Regions from separate parts of the Mus musculus genome. Here region 2 is linked to region 1. Evidence: chromatin contacts called from public promoter capture Hi-C data. All regions are on one chromosome and are shown on one strand. The core of a region is the stretch at or near the end of the contact, and the rest is flanking DNA. Distances in the headings are between cores, read along the strand shown.

Region 1 (7,087 bases), core at 2,957-5,456:
ACCCCACTGATCAAGGCTGTTGCAGGTGAGAAAACAAAGATACAGGCTTCCCTGAGACCCCTCTCTCTAGACAGTCAAGGTCATAACCTTAATGATGCATGTGCCTACTGCCTTTTCCCCTGTAGCCTCTAGCCCAAGGCTTTCTCTAATGTTTTCCTTCTCAGCCCTGAGTTCAAGTCCTCCAGGGTCCTGGAGAAACTTTTCCATCCACCCTAGCAATCTTGCTAGTCTTTGGCTTTATCCCCTGGTGCCAGATCTCAGCACAGCAGAGCCCCAGCATGCAGACACCTACCATGGGCAGCCAAGACCTGGAGGTCAGTGGATGTCTTGGCCAATGTTGGGCTGTGGGTGGCCACCACCACAGAGATGTTCCTGAGAAGAAGCTGTTGGAACTTCTGTAGAAGGGCCTCTCCCTGCAAAGCCAGGCTACCATGAGAAGCTACCTCAAGCTGGCCCTTTGCCCACAGGGTAGACCAAGGTTTGGCTCATGACTAGAGGCCAAAAGATGACATCATGCATGCGCAATCCTCAGTCCCTCTGCTGCTGTCCCAAGAGTCACCCGAAGGGCCTGGCCTTGCTCTAACCCAGCCCCAGCCCAGAGCTGAGCCCTGGGCCTGGCTGAGCTCTGAACAGATAGCAGCCCGACTTGCTGAGCCCTTGACATCCAGGGAGAGACCTGTGCCTCGTAGCCAGAAAGCAAAAACAAGGACCAACCTGCCGAGAAGACGAGTCATTGACTCCAATGTCCAGTCCAGTGAGGGACCAGTAGTACGAGGCAATGTGGACGCTCTCCCGAGCAGTGTCAAGAAGCTGCAGCCAAGCCTGGGCCAGGGGCTGGGCAGTGGGGCTGCCAGCTGCAAATGGCAAGTCCTCAGGGATGCTTTCCACAAGGATGAGCCTAGGGACAGAACCCAGGGCAGACCAAGCTGTATCTATCGGAGCCACTGGCCAGCCATTTGTTCCATTCCTGCCACCCAGCCGGAGGGAGGGACTGACCCCAGGTGGCTCCAGGGCCTGAACCCAGGCCAAAGGTACAGAAAGAGGACAGTGAGATGGGAAGTTTTAGCCTGAGTCCCCCAAAGCTGAAGTACAGGAGACTATACAGTGAGGAACCTGGGGATGGGGCATGCTCAGCCCAGAGGGGCCATGAGGTGTTCTCTTGGGGAATCCAGACTCCATCCCTGGGACAATCACAGCCTTACTGTGAGCTAAATCACCCGTTCAGGGACCCAGTGAGGCGGCACCCAGCCCAGACACATAGCCTACAACCCTGTGAGAACCCCTGGTGTACACTCACTGACAGGAGTTATTCTGCTGCTCAGCGTCTCCTTTCAGGGTCTCCCAGGACCAGGAGGGCACTTCCTCAGGGAACATCCGATGACTGGTGAAAGAAGTGGCCCCTTGCCACAGGAACAAGATGAGAGTCACAGAGCTGAGTCCCAGTACAGCTAGCATCCCCAGTACCTGCATGAGGTGACATTTCAATAGTCTTCCTAGCAGCCAGGACAGCCCTCCCTGTCCTATAACAGATACTGTCCAGGCTCTTGGGGAGGGATTGGGGGTGAGCAAGAGGGGATGAGGGACGCACAGAGCAAGGCCTGGGTGGTGTAGGTGGTCCATAGCTTTCTCTATGGTCCACTCTGCAGCGAGGAGACCTAGACAAGATATGCAACAGGCTAGGTCACCTTGTTCTGGTGTGCACCCCCCACCCCCACTGCAGGGCTAGTTTTGTACCCTCTAATCAAACCCCCAGACCTAATCTTTGGGAAATTAAGAAAGTTTGGGGGCCTGGAGAGCTGGTTCAGCAGTTAAGAGCACCAACTGCTCTTCCAGAGATCCTGAGTTCAATTCCCAGCAACCACATGGTCGCTCACAACCATCTGTAATGGGATTCAGATGCCCTCTTCTGGTGTGTCTGAAGACAGTGACAGTGTACTCATATACATAAAATTAAAAAATAAATCTTTAAAAAAGGAAAGAAAGAAAGAAAGAAAGAAAGAAAGAAGAAAGAGAAAGAAAGAAAGAAAGAAGAAAGAGAAAGAAAGAAACAAAGAAAGAAAGGAGGAAAGAAAGAAAGAAAGAGAGAGAGAGAGAGAGAGAGAGAGAGAGAGAGAGAGAGAGAGAGAGAGAGAGAGAGAGAGAGAGAGAGAGAAGGAAAGTTTGGATGTGGTTCTGATTAGGAATTGGGCTTAAACTTGTTTTCAGAAGACTGAGTCCCTGGCCAGACTTCCTTTAGGATCTCCTGACCTACCATGCCAAGTCCGCTATGTGGATCATGAGATGTGGAGCAGGGCCAATCAGAGACCTCCACTGCTGTCTGGAGTGGTATCCGCATCTGTACAGAACAGTCTGTGTCACCAGCAACCCCAGCTCCATGGTGTCACCTCCTTAAGCAGTCCCTACAGAGGCACTCTCCAGCCTTCAGACACCAGTCACAGCTCAGGCATGGCCTCCCGCATGGAACCCATGCCGGCTGAGCCTACACCTTTCCCAGGGCTGTGTCCTGCTTGTACCCTATGGCTCCCTCAGTGTCCCCTGATTTGGTGTCTTGAGTATGTGAATCTCAGTTCCTTATTCCAACCACAAGTGAAACCAGGCCTGAAAGTGCAGTTTCTGCTTGGGCTGCCTCATCCACCCTTCCTTATTAGCTATGAGCAGCTGCTTCCCTTCCCCAGCTGGCCCCCAAGTGTGGCCCCATGGTAGGCAGCTGGCTGTAAAGTGGGGCATGGCAAAAGGGCCACCAAGAGCCAAGCCTGGCCCTGCACTGCTGTCAAGGCTGGGGACGGCAAAGGAGGCTACAGCTAGTTAGGGTGGAGAACTCACCATGTTCCTTCAGTGGAGTCACTACAGAGTCAGGCCAGTCATTCAGGAGGCCCTGTGCACCCCAGATGGGTCACCCAACCCCTGGCACAGACACGAGCAAGGCACTGACTTCCCACCCTCCCAGCCTGAATGCTGTTTGGAACCTAAGGCACTGTATGATTGTAGTTGGTTGGTTGTGGAATCTGGGGGCTTCTTCAGTTCTGTGGGTCAGGCTATCACTCCAAGAGTGGTGAGACTAATTCCACTGTCCCTTAAGGGTTGTCTTGGACAGCAGCCTGTAGGCATGTGGCTAACCTTAGCACAGGGAATGGATTATAGGAGATAGGCCTGGGGCTCTATCTACCCTCGATGCCCAAAGTTACGGGGAAGTGGAGCCTAGAAACCACAGTGAGAGGATGGGGGCGGGGGAGAGGACCAGAGTCACCCACAGAGGCCCAGCACCCTCTTACCAGAGTTCCTTGAAGAAGGGAGTCAGGAGGTCACTTCCATCCAGATCATGGCTCATGTTCTTAGATATATCTCCCACCCTACCCATAGCAGGCAGCTCAAGTGACCGAGGCAGCTTCAGAAACCTAGCTTCTGGCTCTGACCAGTCTTATAATGTCCAGTGGGGCACAGACATGAGGTTCTGGGCCAGGGTTACCAGGCAGGGCTATCCCTCAAAGAGCTGCTGGCCTACCTCTCCCAGCTGCTCTGAGAGAAGTGTTCTCATCCCCTAAAATAGTTGGATTGGCAAAAAGGCAAGAATGCAGCAGCCGTAATCTGGGACTTCCAAGGGCCACAGACTTCTGACCTCCTTGTGGTCACTGGGAGCTACTCTGAGGTCAGGGTAGGAGAACGATGAAGGGCGGCTCTAAGCATCTGCAGACCTGTCACATCCTTGGTCCCTGTGGGTCTTTCGAATCCTTGGGGTGGGACTGTCTGGCTAGAGGGAAACACTCCCTGGTACTGGCATATCAGGAGAGGGGTGAGCTGGGGGATGGGCTTTAGAGCCCCCTGAGCCTCAAGGTTCTGGGGTTCCTGCCCTGTGGGCTAAACTGTGGACCCGAGGCGTGGGATAGGACAAAGCTGCCCAGTGGCTGGAGACTTTGATACCCATTGACCCTGGATCCATAGATCAAGCAAGGAGTGGACATCTGCCAGCCAATCTGGGTGGCTTGTGGGACCTAGGGTGCTGGGAGGAGGGGACTGTGGGAGGTAGACAGACACCCCTCTTGAGGCCCTCTGTCTGGCTCTAGCCTGGCTACCACTTACCTCTGGGTGCTCTTTCTTCTTGTCCATCCTGGTTCCAGCCACTGTCTGCAGGCTTTGCCTGTGCAGGCAGGCACCTGCCTCCTCTCTGGCCTGCTGCTTCCCCCTTCCATTCACTTCCTCTTTGTTCTGAGCACCCCACCCCCACGTCAAGACAGATCGGGTCTCTAGGGGGCGGAGCTGAGAACTTTCACCTCTGGAGAAAAATCTACCCTGCTTGCTCCTAGAGAGGGTCCCTCAGTCATAAACCAAATGTTGGAATTAAGTTTGACTGCAAACACCAAAGTCTCAAGTAAGAGAGCCTCAAACTGACTTAACTTCTCCAGGGGCTCATATATTGAAGACTGGTAATTTTATTGAAGTTGCATCATGAGCTAATTAACAAATTGTGCAATGATAGCCATGATGGGAGGAGGTGGAAACTGTGGAAGGTGGGGCCTGATTGGAGGATGTAGGTTTCTGGGGCAGGACTTGGCTCGCCATGTCTTATGCCTGGGTTCTTCATCTCTCTCTGCTTCCTGTCTGTTATAGGGCAAGCTGCTTCCCTCTGCCTTGCTGCTGTTACTATGCCTGGCCACACTCTAGTTCCATGGGAATGGCAACAGCTGACATTGGTTAAAACCTCTAAAGCTGCAAGCCAAAATAAGTCCTTCATCCTTCAAACAGTTTACCTCAGGTCTGCGTCATAGTGAAGAAAAACTGACTGACCCACCAACCATACCCTGCAACCAGTTTCTGGAGAAGTTATCAGTGACACAGTCACAGGAAGTCTTAGCCTCCAAACCCTGGAATTCAAACTTCACAGCCCTAGAATGGCTTCCAAAGCTCAGCCATCACCTCATATCCCTAGCATAGAATGAAGCATCCCCAGAACACTTCTGGAGACTGGAAAGGGAACTTCCATTTATCTATATTAGCTACAACTCAATCTACGCTTGGCCACAGGGCCATACCTAGCTGCAAGGGAAGCTGGGATCTGGAGGTAGCCATGACTCACCCCGCTGAGGAATTCAGGTGAGGCTGTTCCCTGGCCTGTCCACAAACATAGGCTTACTAGTGGCTCCTTGAAGGGATTCTGCCTCCCCTCATAGTCCAAGATGGATCTTCTGAAGACCAAACCTTGTTGCCTTTAGATCAGGGTCTTGGGAACAGCCCCAACTTTGAACAGGGTCCAGGTTGACTTCCCTCCTCCTTGGCAGGCAGTAGGCCTCAGTTCAGGGATATGGCCTCAGAGTGTCCTCAGGGGAAGAGTGCCAACCTCACAGGGTGGGGAGTACTCCTGAGGAGCAGGGCCTGACCTCAGTGACCCGTGTCCAGCCTGGTGGGCAAGAAAGTGAGCAGAAAAGGGACCATCCTTCACTTCCTGTGGGATAATGCCCTAACTTGGCTTTGGGGTTGTTGTGGGTTATCCACCAGAGAAGACAGCGCAGACATGGGTCTAAGCCAATAGATTCAGGATCCCATTGTAGCCCCAAGCCTTTCTCAGGGTGAGCTTTTTTTTTAATGCATTTTATACAACAAACATATTAATAATATTGAGTATTTTGAGCATCAAATAATACATAACAATTTGCTCAATTTTATATTCATATCCTTTCATACCCTAAAAATATCATTAATGAACACTTATTACTATCCATAACTGAGGATCCTATATCTAATGTTGAATGCTAAATTGTTCCAAAACATACAAAGTATTCTTTGGGAATTAAGCATAGTAAAAGAGCATAAAATATTAAAAATGAGTCATTAAGAAATATATTCCAAAGCCCTTATATGATACCACCTGACATAATGAGAGAGAATTTATAACATATTATATATCTGTGTATATTGTCTAACTATAAGTTTACTTTAAAAAGATTATCAGTGTCTCTAGGAGAGAAATTATTTCATCAGTAAGTATATTTTTAAAATTTCAAAATAGCAAAAACTCTTTGAAGTTAAACATTAAGAAAATTCTAATTTCAAGCACAGTGAGAAAAATTATCAGTGATATTTCCATGATGCTTGTAGAACATGATTTTAATATTTTCAACTGTTAATATTCAACAAACAGAATAATTATTTTAAGATATATTTCATTGTTATGTCTCCCTTTTCATTTCTGGTTTTATTAATTTGGATACTGTCTCTGGTTAGTCTGGCTAAGGGTTTATCTACCTTGTTGATTTTCTCAAAGAACTAACTCCTGGTATTCTTGATTCTTTGTGTAGTTCTTTTTGTTTCTATTTGGTTGATTTTATCCCTGAGTTTGATTATTTCCTTCCATCTACTCCTCTTGAGTGTATTTGCTTCTTTTTGTTCTAGAGCTTTCAGGTGTGTTGTCAAGCTGCTAGTGTAAGCTCTCTCCAGTTTCTTTTTTGGAGGCACTTAGAGCTATGAGTTTTCCTCTGACCACTGCTTTCATTGTGTCCCATAAGTTTTGGTATGCTGTGTCTTTATTTTCATTAAGTTCTAAATAAATAAAGTAAAATAAATTCTAATAAAATAGTCTTTAACAGCCCCTATGCCTGATGCTCTCAATAAATACTTTCCACGTATAGGAGGGCATTCAAGCCCTGCAGCTTCAAGGAAACCCAAGCCCATCTAACACAACTCCCCTCCCCTGCTACATCTGAGGCCAGGACTGGACACGGTGTGCATCATCACCCTGGGAAGGATTTGTCATGAGTATATCTCAGGGATCCATGGGGCCCATGGGACAAGGGCCGGTGGAACACCCAGCACAAGTCTCCTGACAACACTAAGACTGGAAGTATGGTGTCACCCTGTGGTGATCAGCTCTTCCTAAATGGCTACACCCTAGGTCCTTGGTGGGCTGGGACGGGGACGATGGATTTTGGAGATTTCTTATAAAGCTGAGTATCTTTGTCTTCAATTTCTTTTCTATTCCAAAATGTGTCTTGTGGCAGGAAATGCCTCAGTATTTGTCAGGAGGGCTAATAAATGAGGAGCCACCCAAGCCAATGACAAGCATGTTCCTTTGAAATTTGGGTGGAAGCCTCCATGA
Region 2 (7,087 bases), core at 2,854-5,353, 240 kb before region 1:
CACATTTAACCTAGGCTTAAGAATAGGAGGGAAGACCAGACGGAGTGGCACACAACTTTGATTCTAACACTCAGGGGAGTCAGGGGCAAGATATCGGGACTTCAAGGCAAGTCTGCCCCCCCCCAAAAGAATCCGAGGGACCTTTGGGTTTAAATTATAATGCTCCATGCTCCTTAGTGTTTCTCACAGTAGAAATAGTGATGCAAACACATATGTAGAATATGGGAAAATACCAAGGTCCTAATACAGAGAACAGCCAATGACAGTCATAAAAGACACAATACCCCTGACAGCACACAGGTGTTCAATCCTGTTTCATCAGAGTGAGTGAAAGGATAGCTTTTCTGTAGGGTTATTTTATTTTGTTAACGAAAATGATCCTTCTGCTCTGAAAGCAACAATTTAACTGCTTCTTGAAATAGGGTCATACGTTTGACCCTAGGTCTGTATGTCGCTGAGGCAGCTTTAAGTCCGTGATCCTCTCGATTGCTGGGATTACAGGTCTGAGCCAGTATCTCTACTTGATGCGGTCACACTGAGCCCTGGGATTTAACAGGAATTGGGGACTTTCAGATTATCGCAGGCCAGATGGAGTGGGCTCTCAGTGTCAGGTTGTATCCTGGAGCAAGCAGAAATGTGGGAGAGACTCTGGAGTGAAAGAGTATCCAAGCCTTTTTAAAAAGAATGCGGGGAGCTTGAAAGAGCCTCCAGCCACAGGCCAAGAGGCTGCAGGAAAGGTCATCTCCTTTTTTCCTGGAGTGTGTGTGCCAGGTGGGCAAGGGCCACTGGGAAGACATATTTGGCAGGGATATGGTAAACTGGGGAGGGACAGGCGAGAGCGCTAAAAAACAAAAAACAAACAAACAAACAAACAAACAAAAAACAGTTCAGGTTTGGAAAATGAGAGACATCAAGTGAAAAAGATGGAAGGAACACAAAACAAGGCAGACAAAGTCGCCTATGGATTTGGGATGTAGGAAAACTCATTTAAATTATGTTGTTGCCGGGACTGCTGAGGCACCCCATGTCATGTTTCCCAGCTCACTCTGACGGGTTACTGCAGTAGCAGGGCATGCACTGGAGACACCTGAGGGGCAGCTTCCCTTTCTCACTGGAAACCTCAAGAAGCGACTCCTGTGCATTCACCCAGGGTGATCACTCCACCCGCAGCAACCTAGTGTTAATGCCATATTTAAGCCCCAAAGCCGGCTGGATGCTTGAGGAACAGGTCCACCTGGTGCACTGATGGCCACAGAGCCACCGAGGCACCGAGCACATCACTTCCAGCTGGTTTGTTACGGCTCACTGGGCTCCTGGAAGACCTGAGCATTCACTATGAACTGCCCCTGCCCTGTTCATGTTTGAAGAGGTGACCTTTAGAGAGGTGATTATGGTAGCAGGAGGTCATTAGGAAAGGTGCTAATCTACTGTCCTATGGCTGTGTCCTTAAAAAGAACCGAAGATGAGGAGACAGACTGACAGACACACACAGAGTACCCTTTGAGGCAGAAGGCAAGGCCTCAGGAGCAAAGACCTTGTTCATACCTTGACTTCCAGCCTTTAGATCACAAAAGTAGAATTTTTGCAGGGCAGTGGTGGCACATGCCTTTAATCCCAGCACTTGGGAGGCAGAGGCAGGCAGATTTCTGAGTTCGAGGCCAGACTGGTCTACAGAGTGAGTTCCAGGACAGCCAGAGCTACACAGAGAAACCCTGTCCAGGAAAACCAAAAAAAAAAAAAAAAAAAGGTTTAATTTCTTTTTCATGTATATAGTATTCTGTCTGCATATATACCTGCACGCCAGAAGAGGGCACCAGATCTCATTATAGATGATTGTAGCTGGGAATTGAACTCAGGACCTTTTGGAAGAGCAGCCAGTGCTCTTAACCTCTGAGCCATCTCTCCAGCTCCAAGAGTAGACAAAGTCAAGTCGCTGAGTCTGGGGCACTTTGTTCTGGTAGTCCCAGCAAACAAATATTCTACAAGTTTTATTGAAACAGAAAAAGAATTGAACTCAAGGAAATGTGTGTGCTGGGACTGTTTTGTGGCAAGGGCTTGACTATGTCATACAAACTTGGGAATGGAAGGACGCAAGGCTAATGAGTGGATTGGGTAAAGCAGTGGTATAGCAGAATCCATAGCAGAATCTGTGCAGAGCAAAGGGGTTTAACACAGGCACTCTCTTCTCTTTGTGGTACGCCTAATACTTCTCCATGATGAAGCATTTGGGGGTACCCCCAGCTCTGAGCTATGTTTTCTCTCTACACAATGGCATTCATGAGTGATAAGCTCACCTTTTCATGTTTATCCCCTGCAGAGCAAGATATTCTTGCTCTTTAAGACTCAGATTGGGTGAGCCTTTTTCAAGATAGAATGGCAGGGAAGCATCCCCAGGCCCTCCAAAGAAGATAGGGCTCCACCTGGTTCCTCTGTAGGGGCTGAAGAACTTGCTGCTCTTCCCTTCTTAGCACTTGTCTTACTGCAATGTACATTGGGGTCACTGAGAAGGGACAAGGCTCAGGGGCATCTGTGAGGAGGTCTGAAGGACCCTGGTCCTCCACCTTGGGACTCTGACCATGGTTATCTCCTAAAGACACCAACTGTATAGGGAACCAGGAGCTCCTGTGAGTGCTTCACTCTGGGTTTCTGGAGTATTGCTTTGTTTTTGTTTTTTTTCCGGACATACCATTGGCTGTCCTGGACCTTTTGAGGCATTCAATGACATGTTGATTTGGGATCCCTTGGGGTGACTCGAGAGCACAGGAACTGTGCAGCACTCCAAATCCTTCAATTCCTTCATTTGCCATTTGACTTTAATATGTATTGTGCACATGATGGTGAGAGGGTACATGTGTGGAGGTCAAAAGAGAATTTTGTGGAGTAAATTCTCTCAGTCCGCCTTTACCAGAGTTCTTGGGATTGAACTCAAGCAAGGCAGACAGATTTGCTTGGCATTTACTTGACGAGCAATCTCACCAACCCTTCCTTTGCTATGTTTTGAGGAGATCCCTCCCAAGTTCTGTTTGTTTGTTTGTGACAGGGTTACTCTATGTATAAAACAGAGTCCTGGCTGGCCTCTAATTCACAGAGATTCACCTGCCCCTACCTCTGGAGTGCTGGGACTAAAGGTGTGCACCAACACAATCGGCTTTTTCCAAGTTGTTGTTCTTGTTCTTCTTCTAAATTGTGTTGATAACGCTGGTTTTGCAAGCTGATCAGAAGTCTGCATATTTACAATGCTTCCCTCTTAGTTTGAGCTCCTGTGGCATCCTGCAGTCTAATTTTGGAGTTTCTTACCTGTAGTAGTGCACAAGATTTGCTAAACTTCCCAAGGACTGACAGGTATGGCTGAGATTGTGAGCAGCGCCTGCGGATGCAGAGGGTTCTGTGTATGCTCTACTTTACCCAGAGCTCACTACCCTACTACCCAGACCCGTTACTGCCAGGAAATAGGAAGTCCTGCTGAGAACTCAGCGTTGAGGTGACCAACTGTGGTCCCAGAGACTGTTCACCCTGGGACTGAGGGATGGGGGATGAGGTGTCTGCAGCAGAGTCTGGGAGAACATTCCAGGTCCCTCTTAAACGCTGCCCCGCCGGCAGTCCTTGATCCTGCCCTCTAGGGCTTGCTGACTCCCCAAGTTACTCCCACTACATCCAGCCCAGGACGCTCCCAAAGCCTATTGTGCCAATCAGTGCAGGCTCCACGGGCCGGGCCTTGGCCGCACACAAGTTACCGCCCACAAACCCATCCCACTACTTTGTTTCCAGATTTCCTCTCTCAGACAATCGGCTCTCCTTCGGCTCCGCATACCGAAAGCTTCGTGGCCTCGGCGCCATCTACAGGCTCCTCCCATACTCGTCCCAGCTCCACCCACCGGCCTACTCCGGGCCCCGTCACTTTAAGCCTCGCCCCTGTCCCAGGCTCCTCCCTCAGCCCGCATTTCCTCCTAGGCTCCTCCCACGGCCCGAGTCGGGTCCCGGGCTGCGCTCCTCGCCCCGCCCCGCCCCGCCCCGCCCTTCTCGCCCGCCCTCCAGTCCCGCCCCGTTGTTGGCTTTTGGCCCGCGAGGCCTCCGGGTTCCAGGTTTGGAGCTTTGCTTCCGGCCGCCCGGAAGGTCGGCGGTTCGGTCCCAGCGTCCCAACGATTCTTGAGTTCCTTTATCGGTCCCGCGGGCGCGGCCGTTGCAGGCAGCGCGGCCCGCACGCGCTGGGCGAATCTGCCGCGACGAATCGGCAGGCGTGGCGCCGGCGGCCTCGCGAGAGTGCGGCGCAGACGGAGGCGGCGCGACGGGCCTTGCGGGCTGAGGGCCGCGGGCGGAGAGCGGACTGCTGAGCGGCTGGGGGGCCGGTGGGGCCCCGCGGCTCCACCATGACGGGCCGCGTCTGCCGCGGCTGCGGCGGCACGGACATCGAGTTGGATGCGGCGCGCGGCGATGCGGTGTGCACGGGCTGCGGCTCGGTGCTCGAGGACAACATCATCGTGTCCGAGGTGCAGTTCGTGGAGAACAGCGGCGGCGGCTCGTCGGCGGTCGGCCAGTTCGTGTCGCTGGACGGTGAGTTCTGCAGCTCGGGCGAGGGGGCCGGGCAGGGCTGCGTGTGCGAGGTCCGAGGGAGGAGTCGAGGCTGGCGGGGAAACTGAAGTAGGTCGTCCTGTGACAGACCGTGGGCAGTCGGACAGGGAAACTGAGGCAGGGCCGGGCCGGGAATCTGCAGCCAGGTCCCCTCCGAGTCCCGTACGCCGATGTAAACTCCGCGATCTGCCCGGTCCAAGCGTCGCGGTCCGGTCCAACGGAGGTCGTCGGGCTGGGTCCCGAAATCTGACAGGCACGGCTTTCAGGCTCGCAGGTTCCGTTTATCCGGTTGGCCACTCTAACAGGTGTCATTGCCCTAAGGGCTATGAAGAAGATGTGCCCAGCCTCAATTCTCTGCCCAGTCGCCTGAGTCCTTATCTTTTTAAAATAAGGGTTTGTTTCCTAACCGTTGAATGTCGAGTCTCTAGGTGAGTTATACTTCCAAGTCTTTCTTTGTATATCTGATTCTTGAGGCAAATGTTACTATTTTGACCAAAGGTTTTACATTTTGAAGCATTCCAATTTGTCGCCTTTTCTTTCTTGAGAGTTTCCTTTGTCACGAATCTAAGATGTCTTTGAGTCACCGCGTTTGTCTTCTAAAAGTTATTGTTTACACTTTTACGCAGTTTTGTTTTTATTTTCTGTAGACTGGGGATCTAGCCCAGGGACTCTGGCACACTAAACAGTTCCCAAATCCCTATGTCAGTGGAAGCCTAGTCCACATTTTTTGAGTTAAGCCTTGTGGAAAGTGGGATGTGCGGGCTGAGGCTCCTTTCTTGTCTGCGGAGGTACCATTTTCCACACATAGTTTGCTGAAAGGATTCCTTTTTTTTTTTTTACATGGAGTTACCATTGTTCCTTCCGCAGAGGTCATTGTCTGCCCCCCTGTGTGAGTCTGCTCCGGGTTCTGTAGTGCATTCAGCCTGACCTTTTGTTTACATTTAATGTTTTGCGATCAGAATTGTGAGCCATCCAGCTTTTGCCTTCCTCTATGGACTAGTGTATTTGTAATCTCTTTCCCTTGGACTGTATGTAACTGTATTTGCATATTTATATGTATTGTGTGTATGGAGCTGGAGCCCAGGTCTTGCTCATACTAAGCAAGTGCAGTGCCACTGAGCTCTCTATGTTCCTAGCTTTTTATGGTTTACTTTGAGTTAGGGTTTTGACAAGTTGTCCAGGCTGGCTTTGAACTTAATCAGTAACCCAGGCAAGCATTGAGCTTGCAGTCCTCCTGACTCAGCCTCTTAAGTAGTTGCAGTTATGAACCTGTACTACCAGACCCAACTTTTTGGGTTTTTTTTTGAGACAAGATGTTCCTGTGTAGACTGGTTGGCCTTGAACTTTTAGCAGCCTCCCCTGCCTCAGTTTCCTAAGTACTGGGATTACAAGCATGCACACCATGCCCTGTGCGGCTGAGGCTGTGTGTGTGGTGTGTGTGTGTGTGTGTGCACAGGCATACATGTATGTGTGGGCACATGAGTAAGGAGGCCCAAAGTTGGCATCAGGAACCCTCCTTGATAGTTCTCCACTTTACTGAGTCAGGGTCTCTTGCTGAACTTGGGGCTCCTGATTCCGGCTACTCTAGCTAACCAGGTTGGCCAAGGGATTACCACTCTCAGCCTCCCAACTGCTGGGGTTATAAGTGGCTAACACTCCTGACCTGCTTTTATGTGCATCCTGGGGATCTGCACAGCAAGCATTTACTCCACTGACCGACAGGACTGTCTCCCCAGCCCGTGCAGCAGATTGTTGAATCTGCTGTGAGTTCCAAAAGCAAGCTCACCTGAGGCATTGTCCTGGGGTATTGGCCTGTAGTTTAACATCTATCAGCCTTAGATGTCAAGGTAATGAATGTACTCCTGAAACAAGTGAGCTGTGTCCCTGCCTCCCCACCCCCCCTTACTTTCTGGAAGGGACTATATACAAACAATGCCCTCTGCGCTCTTTCTCTTTCCTAGTTTCACTATGTAACTTAAGCTGGCCTCGAACTCATGATGCTCCAGCTTCAGTCTCTACACAGCCGAGATTGTAGGCGTGTGCCTACCACTTCTTGCATCTGTTCTTACTTAAATATTAAGGTTTCTCTGTGTAGCTCTGGCTGTCCTGGAACTCAGAAATCCACCTGCCTCTGCCTCCCGAGTGCTGGGACTAAAGGCGTGCGCCACCACAGCCCGGCTTTTTTAACTTTTTTTTTTTTTCCAATATTAAGGTTTCTTTTTCAGCTTCTGTCATAGTAGTAGCTGTAGTTACATTTCAGATAGTCTCTGGCTTGTTCTTGGAATGGGTCATCTAGTTGTGGAATTCATGGAGTTAAGCAAGTAGTGTGCAACTGAGCTTTCTCCCTACCTAGCCCATGTTCTTTATGTCTGCAAGGGACTGTAGCAAAGCCCCTCCATTTCCTTTTGGATATTGGGGTATTGTATTTTTGCCTTTCTGGCTGGTTCACCAGTTTTGTGAATATTTCCAAAAAAATGGCTTTGGGTTGACTTTTCCCTTGTACATTTCCATTATGTTT

What was found. Capture Hi-C pulls out chosen DNA fragments and counts their contacts.
Region 2: a promoter capture Hi-C map of liver shows a contact between it and region 1. The contact joins the promoter of Brf1 here to the promoter of Pld4 in region 1. A contact is called at or near these places in 6 of 39 promoter capture datasets (the HPC-7 cell line, cranial neural crest, embryonic stem cells and 3 more), 2 of 484 Hi-C or Micro-C datasets (B cells and the N1E-115 cell line), 1 of 115 datasets of contacts at active chromatin or transcription factors (microglia) and 2 of 9 other capture datasets (adipose tissue and liver).

The regions. Positions count from the first base shown.
Region 1 is chr12:112,757,774-112,764,860 of GRCm38.p6, reverse strand. Pld4 (phospholipase D family, member 4) reads right to left here and starts at 4,206. Exons shown (of 11, transcript NM_178911.4): 1 at 4,078-4,206; 2 at 2,252-2,335; 3 at 1,298-1,464; 4 at 715-898; 5 at 293-413. The coding sequence starts at 4,104.
Region 2 is chr12:112,997,637-113,004,723 of GRCm38.p6, reverse strand. It overlaps Brf1 (BRF1, RNA polymerase III transcription initiation factor 90 kDa subunit), which reads left to right and starts at 4,103. Exons shown (of 18, transcript NM_028193.3): 1 at 4,103-4,551. The coding sequence starts at 4,368. It overlaps 9230104M06Rik (a long non-coding RNA gene), which reads right to left and starts at 4,000. Exons shown (of 3, transcript XR_001780729.2): 1 at 3,812-4,000; 2 at 3,298-3,367; 3 at 243-542.